Regions from separate parts of the Mus musculus genome. Here region 2 is linked to region 1. Evidence: chromatin contacts called from public HiChIP or PLAC-seq data. All regions are on one chromosome and are shown on one strand. Each heading gives the region's core, a stretch centred on a gene start, on an enhancer-like site or on the middle of the called end of the contact. The rest is flanking DNA. Distances are from core to core; before and after follow the strand shown. Region 1 overlaps Ctcf (CCCTC-binding factor). Region 2 holds the start of Pard6a (par-6 family cell polarity regulator alpha).

Region 1 (6,036 bases), core at 978-3,477:
AACATAGTCTAGTCTGGCATCAAAATCACTGTGTGACCAGATTGGCTCCCTCCCAAGACAAGAGTTTGTGGTCTTGGTTGTTCAAGAACTTGATTTGTAGGCCAGGCTAGCCTTGAACTCATTCTTTTCTTTCCCCTGCCTCCTGAGTGCTGAGATTAAAGGCTTGTGCTAGCCCCCCCCCCCTTTTTTTTTTTTTTTTTTTAAACACATCTATCTATTTATCTGCAAGCTGGCATGATATCACACACTTAGAATTCTTTTTTTTTTAAAACAGTAAGCTATCTCCTTTTTTTTTTTTTTTAGGATTTATTTATTTTTATTATATGTAAATACACTGTAGCTGTCTTCAGACACTCCAGAAGAGGGAGTCAGATCTCATTATGGATGGTTGTGAGCCATCATGTGGTTGCTGGGATTTGAACTTCGGACCTTTGGAAGAGCAGTCAGGTGCTCTTACCCACTGAGCCATCTCACCAGCCCACACACTTAGAATTCTAACCCAGGTAGCGTTCTTTTTTTTTTTTTTTTTTTTTTTTTAAATAAAAAAAATACATGTAATTTTAAGCTTGTGTGATAGCACACACTTGTAATCTTAACACTCTTTGGAGGCTGAGGTAGAAGATTCACAAGCAGCTTGGCCATAATGAAATATCTCTTTAAAAAAAAGAAAGGAGGGAAGAAAAAGCAAAAGAAAGAAGAGAAAAATTGCCAGGTGTAGAGGCAAAAGACCAGCCTGGTATACAGATGGAGTTCCAGGACAGCCAAGGTGACGACACAGAGCACTTAAAGTCTTTTTTAGAAAAATACCTGGAAGCTGGGATAGGCAGAGGCAGGTGGATCTCTGAATTTGAGGTCAGCCTGGTGTACAGGGTGAGTTTTAGGACAGCCAAAGATACACAGAGAGATGCTGTCTTGAAAAACAAAACAAAAGATCTGCAAAGTAAATTGAGTTACACGAGCTGCTCAGAGGCAAGAGGCAGGAAAGACTTAAAAGTTTCAAGACTAGCCTGATTTACGTAGTAAGTTGCAAATCAAAGTATCTGCCTCGTTTTCTGCCTTATGTTGATATCTCATGGTTCATATTGACCTTTGTTCAGTGACCTTCATGTTAGACTTTCATAATTGTTGCTTTAAAAAAAATTTTTTTTTTTTTTTTTTTTTTTTTTTTTTGGTTTTTCGAGACAGGGTTTCTCTGTATAGCCCTGGCTGTCCTGGAACTCACTTTGTAGACCAGGCTAGCCTCGAACTCAGAAATCTGCCTGCCTCTGCCTCCCGAGTGCTGGGACTAAAGGTGTGCGCCACGCCTGGCTCAAAAAAAAATTTGTTTTAAGCCAGTAAAAACTTGGTGCTACTGTTCCCTCCTTTTATTACTTTCCTGTTTTCTTTCCTTGGTTTCTTGTAGCCTCAGGCTGGCCTTGAGCTCCAGTCTTTCTGCCTCTATCTTCTGAGTGCTGAGGTTGGAGGCACTTTGCATGGTTTATATGGTTCTGAGATTCAAACCCAGTGTTTAGTATCTATCAAACCAAGTCCTCTCTACTGATTGAACTACTTGAGGGCTCCTTTGTCTTCTTGAGACAGGGTCTTAAGTGGGCAGCTCCAGTTGGCTTGATATATATAGGATATCCCCAGCTGAGGCTACCTACTTTTATTTTTTTCAGAGCTGAGGACCAATCCCAGGGCCTTGCACTTGCTAGGCAAGCACTCTACCACTGAGCTAGATCCCAATTGACTTTTGTTTGTTTGCATAGTGTATATATTATGCCTGGCTTGCTACCATAGGTTTATAATCTGAGCTACTTGAGAGGCTAAGGCAGGATCATAAGTTGGTCAGTCAACTGGAGTCTGTTTTACAAACAAAGTCACAACTTTTTGTTTAACATTCTATCTGTTTTCTGTAACAAATAATTAAGACTGTCTTGTTAATCATTCTCTCCATGCTAGGCAGGCACTTTGTCACTGGGCACCTTATATTCCCAGTTCATGAAGGACTTTTGTTGTTATTGTTGTTTACAGTGTAAATTTATAATAAGAATGAATTTCTCATATAAGCTGTGAAGCAGACGTTACAATATATGGTACATATAGGACTTTTGAGCTAGGGTTTCATACAGCTTAGATTGGCTTCCAGCTTTGTGGCCAGTGATGGCCCTGGCTCCAGATCCTGCTGCCCTTGTCTCCTGAGTGCTCGCCCCACCACCTCACAGGCCTTACTTCCTGTTGTGAGGCGAGCACTCACATATCCCTGGCTGCTCTGGAACACTATGTAGATCAGGATGACCTCAGCATTCTCAGCAGTCCTCTCTTTCTGCCTTTCATGTGCAGTTACAGGCATGTACCATGAAACCCAGGTTTTTGCTCTCCTCAGCATCTCTATGTATATTGATCGTGTGCCTCTTGTCGCCTGAGTGCTGGGATTAAAGGAATATGCCACTATATCTAGCCAAACCCAGTTTTATCTTATCAGTAACAGATTGTTGAAAATATAACTTTTCTCCCAATGACTAAATGCTGCAGTGATGAATATGAAGTATTTGTTTTGATAGTTTCCTAGGAACAATTGAATACATTTAACTACATTATCTTACATGCTACACTACTAAGATTTATGTAGTCAAAAATTAATACCTGGGCATGTGATTGCAAATTTGATGGTGCTGGTTTGATTTGCTGGGTGGCCAGCTTTTTTACATAGGTTCTGTGAATTAGACTCTGGGTCCTCACATGTGTGACCAATGTTTTACTTAGCTATTTCCCTACCTGTTTTACTTGTTATTTTGTTTTTGCAATACTAGAGACCAAACCCGGGACATCAAAAGTACTTGGCTCCCAACTCTACCTCCCAATTTGATTTCTTACAAAACTAAAACATATGTATATTCTGATAAGTATGTATACCTGAGTATATGTATATACGTGTGCCACAAATGTGCAGCAGTCATGTTTCTTTAAAGAATTCTTTTTTTCTCTCTTTTTCAAGACAGGGCTTCTCTGTGTAGCCTTGGCTGTCCTGGAACTCACTTTGTAGACCAAGCTGGTCTCTATCGAAATCAGAGATCCGCCTGCCTCTGCCTCCCAAGAGCTGGGATTAAAGGCGTGCACCACCACGCCTGGCTCTTTAAAGAAGTCTTAATCTCCCCTTTGGTATTTAATCAGTCACCAATTCTTATAGAAACTTAGGAATTTATCCAAAAAGACATTTTCAGGGGGGACTTTTAAGATTTTTTATTAGAATTTTAGGCAATTAAGGCATGCACAAACAGAGGGTAGTGATGCCCATATTTGTTCTTAGTATTTGGGAGGCAGAGGCAGGGTCTACAAAACAAGTTTCAGGACAGCCAGGGTTACACAGAGAAAACTTGTCTCAAAACAAACAAACAAAAAAGGCATGTTAGTGCTACAGTTCACCTAAATGCCTAAAACGCTCTTTGTCATCTTGGATGGTGGCCTTTAAGGTCCCAGAAGCCTGCCGCCATACAGTAGTTCTCTTATCTTTAAAGAAATCTGTGGAGTAGGTACCATTATTTTTTTACAGAAAGAGAAACTGAGGCAAAGAAGATAATATACTGTAGATCTCCTTGCTTATTGGTAGAAAAAACAAGAATTGGAATTCTGGTGTGTGTTTTGTTATTCTTGGTTTGTGTGTTTGTGCACTCATGAGCACATTTACAGTGGCATGGGTATGTTAGCAGATAACTTGCAGGTATTGGTTGTCTCTACCTAGGGAATCCAGAGTGTTGGATTCAGGTTGTCATGTCTGCCGACTAAAGCAAAGCCATCTCACTAGCACCAAGGTTTTGGTTCTTAATGACTAATTCTGTTTATTCTTACCCTTGGGGGGAACTACCTACTGCTCAGCAATCAAGAATACTGAACTGACAGGACAAGGTGGCACACAAAGTCCCAGCGCTGGGGAGGGGATTCACTTGACCAGTGGATCTGAGTTCGAGGCCAGCCTGATCTACAGAGTGAGTTCCAGGATAGCCAGGGATACAGAGGAAAACAAAACCAAAAATGAGTACTTAACTGCTCTTGCAGAGGACCTAGCTTCAGTTCCTAGCACCTACTAGGTGGAACATAACTGTCTGTAAATACTGTGTCAGGGAATCTGATGCTCTCTTCTGATTTCCTATGGCTCCTGAGTGCAAGACACACACACACACACAAAATATTAAAATAAAAAAATACACTACAATATTTTTCTAATATTAGTGGTTAACAAATCTGATCCCTTTACTCTTTTGTTTTTTGTTTTGTTTTTAGAGACAGTATTTCTCTATGAATCCCTGGCTGTCCTGGAACTTGCTCTGCAGAGCAGACAAGCCTCTAATTCAGAGATTCACCTGCCTCTGCCTCCCAAGTGTGCAAAGGAGCATGCACTGTCTTTATCAGGAGTTTCCATGACCACCTATTAATGGAACCTTTGTCAAAGGTACTTGGAAATTTTGTGTCAGTTTTGAACATGTGCAGCACTCAGCTAATCATGGCACTTAACTATCCCGGGCTTTCCTTTCTTCACGTTATCAGTTACTAATTTCACTGCAACATGACAAACATTGGAAAGTAACTGTTAGACAGCTATAGCCAGTGCTGCCACACTACTTCTATTTCTTTCTTTACTAGTGAGGTTCCAAATATTTTTTCTTTATCTCCCATTTGAGGGTTTTGTTAGATTTGGTATACAGGATGGGACCCAGAGCCTCAGGCATGCCTTCTGCCATTAAGCTATGCCATTTGTTTTTACTACCATTGGTAGTGGTGGTGTTTTGGAGGTTTTTGTTGTTGTTGTTGTTGGTGGTGGTTGGGTTTTTGTTTTGTTTTCTTCAAGGAAGGGGATGTCGGGTAGAACCTGTGGTGTCTTTGAACTTCTGGTCCTTTGCTTGTACCTCTGGAGTATTGACTTGAGCAAACTGTTCCAGGTTTCCCCAGTATATTTGTGGTTTTTGCCCAGCTTTTTCTTTTGGCTTTATACTGTACATATAAATATTAGTGTTTCTTTGTTTTATATAACAAGATTAATATATTGTTATAGATGCTGTGAATACTTCTTTTTTGGACAGGATCTGTAGGCTAAGCTTCCCTCAAACTTCCTGTTAAGATGAAGGTGACCGTGTGCTTCAGATTGTCCTGCCTCCATCTTTGGAGTGCTAGGATTGTAGGTACTTGACTTCATTCCCGTTTATATAGTGCTGAGAATTGAGCACAGGGCCTTGTGCATGCTAAGCAACTACACTCTACCAACTGAGCTGTATATCCCTGCTAGTCTTTATTTTGTTTAAGGTGATCATATCTATTTTCTGTTCCCTCTGTGCACACGTTCTAGGCTTTTTAATGTTTCTCTGTACCAGAGCCCTGGCTCCCTCGGGCTTTGTAGACCAGGCCTGGGACTCAGATCTGCTTGCCTCTGCCTCCCAGGTGCTGGCATTAAAGATGCGTACCACCAAGCAGGACCCTGTTTCGAAGTATATGTTATATAGCCTTTGTTCTCAGATTTAAAAACTGTTCATCTGTGTCATTTTTCTTCTTTTCCTTTACTGATGCTGAAGTTAGAACTTACTGCTTTGAGTATGTGTGTTATATACTGAACCACTGAGGTACTGTATAGTTTTTGTTTTGTTTTATAGATTTGGCTCTTACTTAGCTCAGAGTGGCCTTGAATTCTCAGTAGCTCAGGAAGGACACCCCCAGACTCCTAATACTCTGCCTTAAGGCTAAGGTAAAGATTTCTGAGATTTTACTGCATTTGTCACTAACTCCTGGCTCTGAGTTCTTTGACTTTGAAATAGGTATTTCAGTTTTTTTTAGTTCATACTATTATTTGTTTGTTTCTTTTTCTTTTCTTGGGACAGGGTGTGGCTGTGTATGTGTATATAGACCTGGATGTCAAGATCCAGACTGGGCAGAAGGCCTAGGGTAGAATATTAAATTCCACAGGGAGATCTAGTCAGATAAGGACAGAAAAGTCCCTTTTGGATTTACCCATTAGCAGTCATTGTTTGCCTCAGAGCAGCAGTTCAATAGAATTCTAAGGAATAAAAA
Region 2 (6,355 bases), core at 2,350-4,849, 50 kb after region 1:
AAGCCTCTTCCTCCGTACCCCACAGAACCCTCCAGCCCTGAGCGGAGCCCTCCCTCCCCAGCCACAGACCAAAGAGGCGGCGGCCCCAACCCCTGAATCTCTCTCCTCCTGCCGCATGAAATTATTTTATTAAAAAACTTGAATGAAACAGCGTGGAATACTGTCTGTCCGTCAGCCCATGTGTCCTCTGCTATGTCCCAGTGACTCCTCATACCTGGGTTAACTCAGACTCTGACTCCATCACTATATTCAAGGCCCAAGCTACAAGCTGAGGAGAGAGCCTGGAAGGAAACCACACCCAGAGGTCAGGGTTACCCAAGACTGGTGACCAACACGGGCAAAGCCACCCCAAACACTCACCTGGCAGTTTGGACCTGGGTGTGGAGGGAGGCAGAGGGTGTCTCGTATTTATACTGGAATGCAGAAGTATCACGATGCCTCTCTGGGGGTTCCTGGAAGGGGTGAAGTATCTCAGAGAGTCCAGTAAAGACCACTAATACCACCCAAGTCTACTCTTAGCCCCTGTCCACACTGTGCCCAGTTTCCCTTCCAGTTACAGTCCTCACCCACACAGAGCAGAGCTCCTGGGCGCTGGTTCTTGGGAGAAGCTGCCGTTTCTTGAAGGAGCACTGGAACTCCAGCTTAGGAGCCTGAGCTCTGGTCTCACAGGACTGGTGTGATCTAGGGGCAGGGTGAAGGGGTGAAAGACTGGGGCTGCAGTTCAAGAGTAGGGAGCTGGGTGTAGAATTGCAGGGTGGAGAAGTGGGGGCCTGAGCTCTTGGGGAGGTTGAGCCAACAGCTGGTGGAGACTGGGAACTGTCCATCTGCCCAGGGTCCGATGTAGCCAAGGCTGACAGAAGGCTAACGCTGGCACCACTTTCCTCCAGGGGCATGTGGCTGGGTGAAGCGGAGGTTCCTGGGGGAAAGGAAACGGGGTGTGAGCACAGACCTCTCTGCTCAGGACAGCTGAGTGCCTGCGAGTGTTATACAGCATTTCACAGCCTCTCCACAGTCAAGTAATCTGACCCAGGGTACTGAGTGCTTATAGCCTGAACCAAAGGAACTGGGTGAAGGACAAAGATGAGTCCCTGGATGCTGGGCAGTGGTGGCACACACCTTTAATCCCAGCACTTGGAAGGCAGAGGCAGGTGGATTTCTGAGTTGGAGGCCAGCCTGGTCTACAGAGTGAGTTCCAAGACAGCCAGGGCTACACAGAGAAACCCTGTCTCAAAAAAAAAAAAAAAACACCAAAAAAAAAAGGTGGGTCCCTGGCATTCTGGAGAGAATCATCAGTACTGTGGTGGGCTCTGAGCCCCCCCCACCCCCCTGTCCCCATTCAGTTCTTACCCCGAGCCTTCTGACTGGAGCCTGTAGAACTCAAAATCTGCTCCTCACCCTCAGGGATGTGCAGCAATGAGCCAGACACAGTGAACACAGCTTTTCCCTGCGGGACACGAGAGAGGGAGAGAGCTCAGCATGGCAGTTGCCTAACCCTCCCTCTGAAACCTCCCAGAAAAAGCCCAGCACTGACCAAGGCCTGGGAGCCAGAGGTGATCCAGTCGGTGAGGGGGGTGGTTGTACAAGGACCTTTCAGCACCAGGCAGCTCTTAGCTAGACACACTAGGGCTCCCCGATGATCCTGGTCCTCCCTCACCTCATCCAGAAGCTGGGACAGGGTTAGGCCTGGGGCCAGCATTTTAGCCGAAGGATTGAAGTTGCAACAAGAAGGAAGGGTAAGTGAGAGATTTCAGTGACTTACTGAGGAACCACAGAGGGAGTTAGGTAGGGTTACCGGGGAAACCCCTACCAGTACCTGCACTGGAAGAAGCAGACTCTGAGAGGTGGTCCCTAGAGAAACAGTGAAGACTTCTCAGGGACAGCTCTGATGCCAATCTACCCAGCTCTGCCACCCGTGACCATACCGCGCACAGCCTCAGGGCCCAACCCCAAACTTACTCAAGACACTCATTGAGTTTTCTCTGCACATCTGAATCCTGATTGCTGGGAGAAAGAGGAGGGTGGTAGGTGATCAGGGTTATTGATGCCCATCCCTCTCACCTGAAGATCTATGCCAAGTGCGCGTGAAGAGACAAAAGGTGGAAGCTTCATTTAACTGTTTTGTTTTGGGGAGAGGAATATGGAGAGATTTAGACTGAAGCCCTCAGGACTTCAGCCATGCGAAGCCTGTAGTCTGCCACTGAGCTACATCCCCTTCCCTTAAAGGGACCACTTACCAACCAGTCACCTGTATCCGGGGCTGCTCCGTGGGCAGCAGGTTAAAGCGATCCACCTGGAGGTAGAACTCCGCAGGCTGGAGGAGTTGGGGAGTGGTGTCTCAGGAGTGGTGACAAAGAGCTAGGTACAGTAACCAACCCGCCCAAGTGAGCCTTACCACTCACCGCATGGTCCTGAGCCACCTGAACGCGGAGCCCGCAGGCCTGCAGTAGCAGGAGCCGGCCCTCGGTCCCGCGGAATCCGAGCTCCTTCTCCTCCCTGCGGCGAGCACAGCCCTCATTGTCCAGAGCACAGGCACAAACCCCCATACGCCTGGGGAATGAGCTTTCCCCACTTCTCCAGTACCCGCCCACTTCAGGTTCAATGCCCCACTAGCCAGCTGGCCTCCCACCTTCCGCTGACAAGTAGCACTTCTCTTACCAGTCGGAGGTGTCGATGGCGTTGCGCGTCACCACGCATCGGACACTGTGGGTTCCGTCTGACACAAGTAACACGGCCCCGGTGTCAGGTGTGTCAGGGGCGGAAGAAGGGCCGGGAGTCTCCGAGTCCTGGAGTACCTAACACAACAGTAGTGGCTAGTGTCAATTCACTCCCGCCTTCTCTACCCGGGTCTCTGGGATCTGAGCGACCTGCTTACCTTGAGCAGCTGCCCGGTTCGTGGACTTGACAGTGTTTCTGAACCTAGGATCAGCTCTCGAATCCAGGGCTGTAGGGCCAGCAACCCTGAATCGGACATTAGCAGGGCGGCACCCTGGGCGACCCCCAGGAAAGGGTCTTCCCGCGAGCACCGCCGCTCCGCCTCTAGCGGGAGAGGAAGCACGTGACCGCCAGGCGGATCCTAAGTTTGAGACTCCGCCCCCCTCGCGGTTCTGCGCCTGCGCAAGCTCTTCCCGGGTCCTGCTGACTGACCTAGCTGCTGGCTGATGACAGTTTATTCTTACCGGGGCATCTCTCTGAGCCCGTGAGCTGTTCCTCAGTACAACTCTAGAGCCGGAAAGGAAAAGGCAAGGACTAGATTGGATGAGAGCGATCCAGGTTAGGAGGCTGCAGCAGAGAATGGGGCCTGAAGCCACTTTGGCTCTGTGTAAGACCTCCAGAATTTTCCTAAAATGTTGCCGTAGTTTCCTTTACAAAATGAAAATGACAGCACGGACAACTTAATAAATGTTTGTTCCCTCATTCTGCCTTCGGATTGGTCGAGTCCTTTTTGGGACGCTCGAACCATAGCGTAATGACGTAAGAACAGAGAAAGCCCTCTCTGCCTCCGTCTCCGTTTCCTAGGAAACGTAGACTCCACGTTTCTCGGTGTCGCGTCCCCCTTGACGTCATGGTTTGGGTGGGAGGGCGGGGCGAGTGCTACCGCCAGGGGCGGGGCGGCTCGGGCCAGCGGGCCGGGCTGTGCACCTGCGCCTCGGCGGGCTGCTGTGGGGCACTGTCCCCCGCCCGCCAGGCCCTGCAATGGCCAGGCCGCAGAGGACTCCGGCGCGCAGTCCCGATAGCATCGTCGAGGTGAAGAGCAAAGTAAGGGCTTCTCTGGTCTCGGCTCTAGCCACTGCGCTAGGGCTCCTAATTCCCTTTCTCTCCCTTATTAGTTCCTTGGCTCTCCATCACCTCTTTCTGTCCTCCATCCTCCGTCCTATTCTGCTTTTCTGTCTGCCTCCCCTCATCGCATCCTCCCTCCCACTACGGACTTCCAGAGTCCCTCTGTGGCCTGGGTATGTGGAGAGCAAGGGAAAGACCTTGGACAGTGTCCCTTGTACTGGAGCTGAGGTTTAAGCCTAAGGCTGCAGCTGTTCCAGCAACCTTTCCCTCTCCTGACAGCCTCAGTGCTGTGGTGAGAAAGGGGCTTGGGATGTCCTGACACTCCGTTCCCTTTCCCTCCCGCCTCCAGTTTGACGCCGAGTTCCGACGCTTTGCACTACCCCGCACTTCGGTGAGAGGCTTTCAGGAGTTCTCGCGATTGCTGTGTGTGGTACACCAGATCCCTGGCCTGGACGTCCTGCTTGGCTATACGGATGCTCACGGTGACTTGCTGCCCCTCACCAACGATGACAGTTTGCACCGGGCCCTGGCCAGCGGGCCCCCACCTCTGCGCCTCTTGGTTCAGAAACGGGGTGAGGATGGGGTACAGTGGGCAGCTTTCTTGGGTTAGGGTGATAGGACAGGTATATCAGGGTAGATCATACCCAGGGCCCCCAGGCTTTATGTTCTGTAGCCTCTGCCCTTGGTCTGACCTCCAAGTAGCAGGAAAACAGTTGACATTGTCCCTATCACAGGCCCAATTGGGAGAAGTCTCTAATCTTAGTCCCCCCCCCTCTCCTGCAGCAGAAGGTGACTCGAGTGGCCTGGCTTTTGCCTCCAACTCTCTACAAAGGCGCAAGAAAGGGCTCCTGCTACGACCAGTGGCACCTCTGCGCACCAGGCCACCCTTGTTAATCAGCTTGCCCCAAGATTTCCGCCAGGTGTCTTCAGTTATAGATGTGGACCTACTACCTGAGACCCACCGACGAGTGAGGCTGCACAAACATGGTTCAGACCGTCCCCTGGGCTTCTACATTCGAGATGGCATGAGTGTTCGCGTGGCTCCCCAGGGCCTGGAGCGGGTTCCAGGTATCTTCATCTCCCGCCTGGTACGTGGGGGCCTGGCTGAGAGTACAGGGCTGCTGGCGGTCAGTGATGAGATCCTTGAGGTCAACGGCATTGAGGTGGCCGGGAAGACCTTGGACCAAGTGACGGACATGATGGTCGCCAACAGCCACAACCTCATCGTCACTGTCAAGCCTGCCAACCAGCGTAATAATGTGGTACGGGGGGCATCTGGGCGTCTGACAGGGCCTTCCTCTGTAGGGCCTGGGCCTACTGATCCTGACAGTGACGATGACAGCAGTGACCTGGTCATTGAGAATCGCCACCCTCCCTGTTCTAATGGGCTGTCTCAGGGGCCCCTGTGCTGGGACCTGCAACCTGGCTGCCTACTTCCTGGTGCTGGCAGCTCTCTGCCCTCCTTGGATAGCAGAGAGCAAGCCAATTCTGGCTGGGGGAATGGCATGCGAGGTGATGTTAGCGGATTCAGCCTCTGACAGGCAAAGATGCAGCCCTTGTCACTTTAGGCTGCGGGAACATGGCCTGGACTTTCCAGCTGGGTAGAGAAGATTAGCTTGCTCACAGAGCCCTCTCAGTCTGGTGAACATTAAAGGTTTTCTACAAATGTAGATGTGGTCCTTCTGTGTCCCAGCCCCGATCTCTTCTGATCCTGTACGTCTGCCTTCTTCCCTGGACATAGGCAGGAGGGCATCCTATGGTGGGTGATGCAGCAGGAGGCCCACTGGGCTTAGCATTTCTAAGACAGCTCCTATGGAACACAGCCACTGTGTACAAAAGGTTTAATTTTGACAGAGAAGTTGGGAGGCTGGTGGCCCTTCTGCAGCCCCTGGTGACTAAGAAGTGCTTTCGATTCTGCCCACCCCAACGCTCCTGTCTTTGAGCTATGACAGGGCTTGAGTCTGCCCTTGGCAGCCACGTGGTGATCCGCACACATATCTCCCTGTTACTCTTGGTGGGTACCAAGCGGGGAAGGACTAGGTATCCATCTTCACAAAGACTTTGGGTCGGGAAAAGATCTTGATAGCCTCTTCTATTTGCACCAACTTCCGGTCCAGTTCAGCACGATGACCCTGGGCTCTCAGCGAGTCTGCCCCAGCAGGTAATAGTACTAGCTCACGTAGCAGCTGGCTCTGGCCTACAAAGGGGCACGGAACCAGTGAGTGTTGGGTAGGGATGCATGGTTCTCTCATGGGCTCCCTTTCCGCCACCCTTGCCCAAGTACTCACTTTGTAGCAGATTGTTCAGGGTCTCCAGCCGCTGATTCTCAGGCATGAGTGTGTGGCCCGGGGGCATGGACGGGTCTGGCTGGCTACGCTGGCGAGCTTCCGCTTCCTTCCGCCACAGGTCCCTGCGTTCCAACAAGCTGTGAAGGCAAGGCCCGGGGCTGAAGACACTAAGACACACTGGTTCTCAGCCTCCACAGGGGTCTCTCACCGCACTTGACAGCGCACGGGACCTACTCACTAATGGGGCACATGGCCTTTCTGCGTGGCGTTGTAGCGCTCCTGGGCTTGGC

The links. HiChIP or PLAC-seq counts read pairs in DNA pulled down with a chosen protein or histone mark.
Region 2: an H3K4me3 HiChIP or PLAC-seq map of bone marrow-derived macrophages shows a contact between it and region 1, with 4 times the contacts expected there. The contact joins the promoter of Pard6a here to the enhancer-like site in region 1. A contact is called at or near these places in 9 of 39 promoter capture datasets (the C10 cell line, the HPC-7 cell line, cranial neural crest and 5 more), 9 of 484 Hi-C or Micro-C datasets (the HPC-7 cell line, LSK cells, bone marrow-derived macrophages and 5 more), 11 of 115 datasets of contacts at active chromatin or transcription factors (the 230-238 cell line, the HPC-7 cell line, the SCID.adh cell line and 6 more) and 3 of 9 other capture datasets (adipose tissue, liver and pancreatic islet).

Annotation. Positions count from the first base shown.
Region 1 is chr8:105,649,119-105,655,154 of GRCm38.p6, forward strand. The region is part of intron 2 of Ctcf (CCCTC-binding factor); the gene reads left to right. Among named protein-coding and RNA genes, the nearest start is that of Gm5914, 15 kb to the left of the region's middle. Within about 2 kb of position 2,228, at least 11 of the 459 cell types and tissues checked have an H3K27ac peak or open chromatin away from gene starts, as enhancers often do. A contact at or near this core is called in the HPC-7 cell line, bone marrow-derived macrophages and pancreatic islet, where this site is marked.
Region 2 is chr8:105,698,048-105,704,402 of GRCm38.p6, forward strand. It overlaps Pard6a (par-6 family cell polarity regulator alpha), which reads left to right and starts at 3,600. Exons shown (of 3, transcript NM_019695.3): 1 at 3,600-3,756; 2 at 4,127-4,349; 3 at 4,561-5,447. The coding sequence starts at 3,694. The coding sequence ends at 5,315. It overlaps Acd (adrenocortical dysplasia), which reads right to left and starts at 3,181. Exons shown (of 11, transcript NM_001012638.2): 1 at 2,873-3,181; 2 at 2,656-2,792; 3 at 2,400-2,493; 4 at 2,235-2,311; 5 at 1,957-2,001; 6 at 1,814-1,848; 7 at 1,532-1,683; 8 at 1,348-1,444; 9 at 567-916; 10 at 361-452; 11 at 108-281. The coding sequence starts at 2,971. The coding sequence ends at 209. Carmil2 (capping protein regulator and myosin 1 linker 2) reads left to right here. Exons shown (of 39, transcript NM_001357333.1): 39 at 1-148. The coding sequence ends at 96. Enkd1 (enkurin domain containing 1) reads right to left here. Exons shown (of 8, transcript NM_198299.2): 6 at 6,304-6,355; 7 at 6,066-6,202; 8 at 5,605-5,974. The coding sequence ends at 5,814.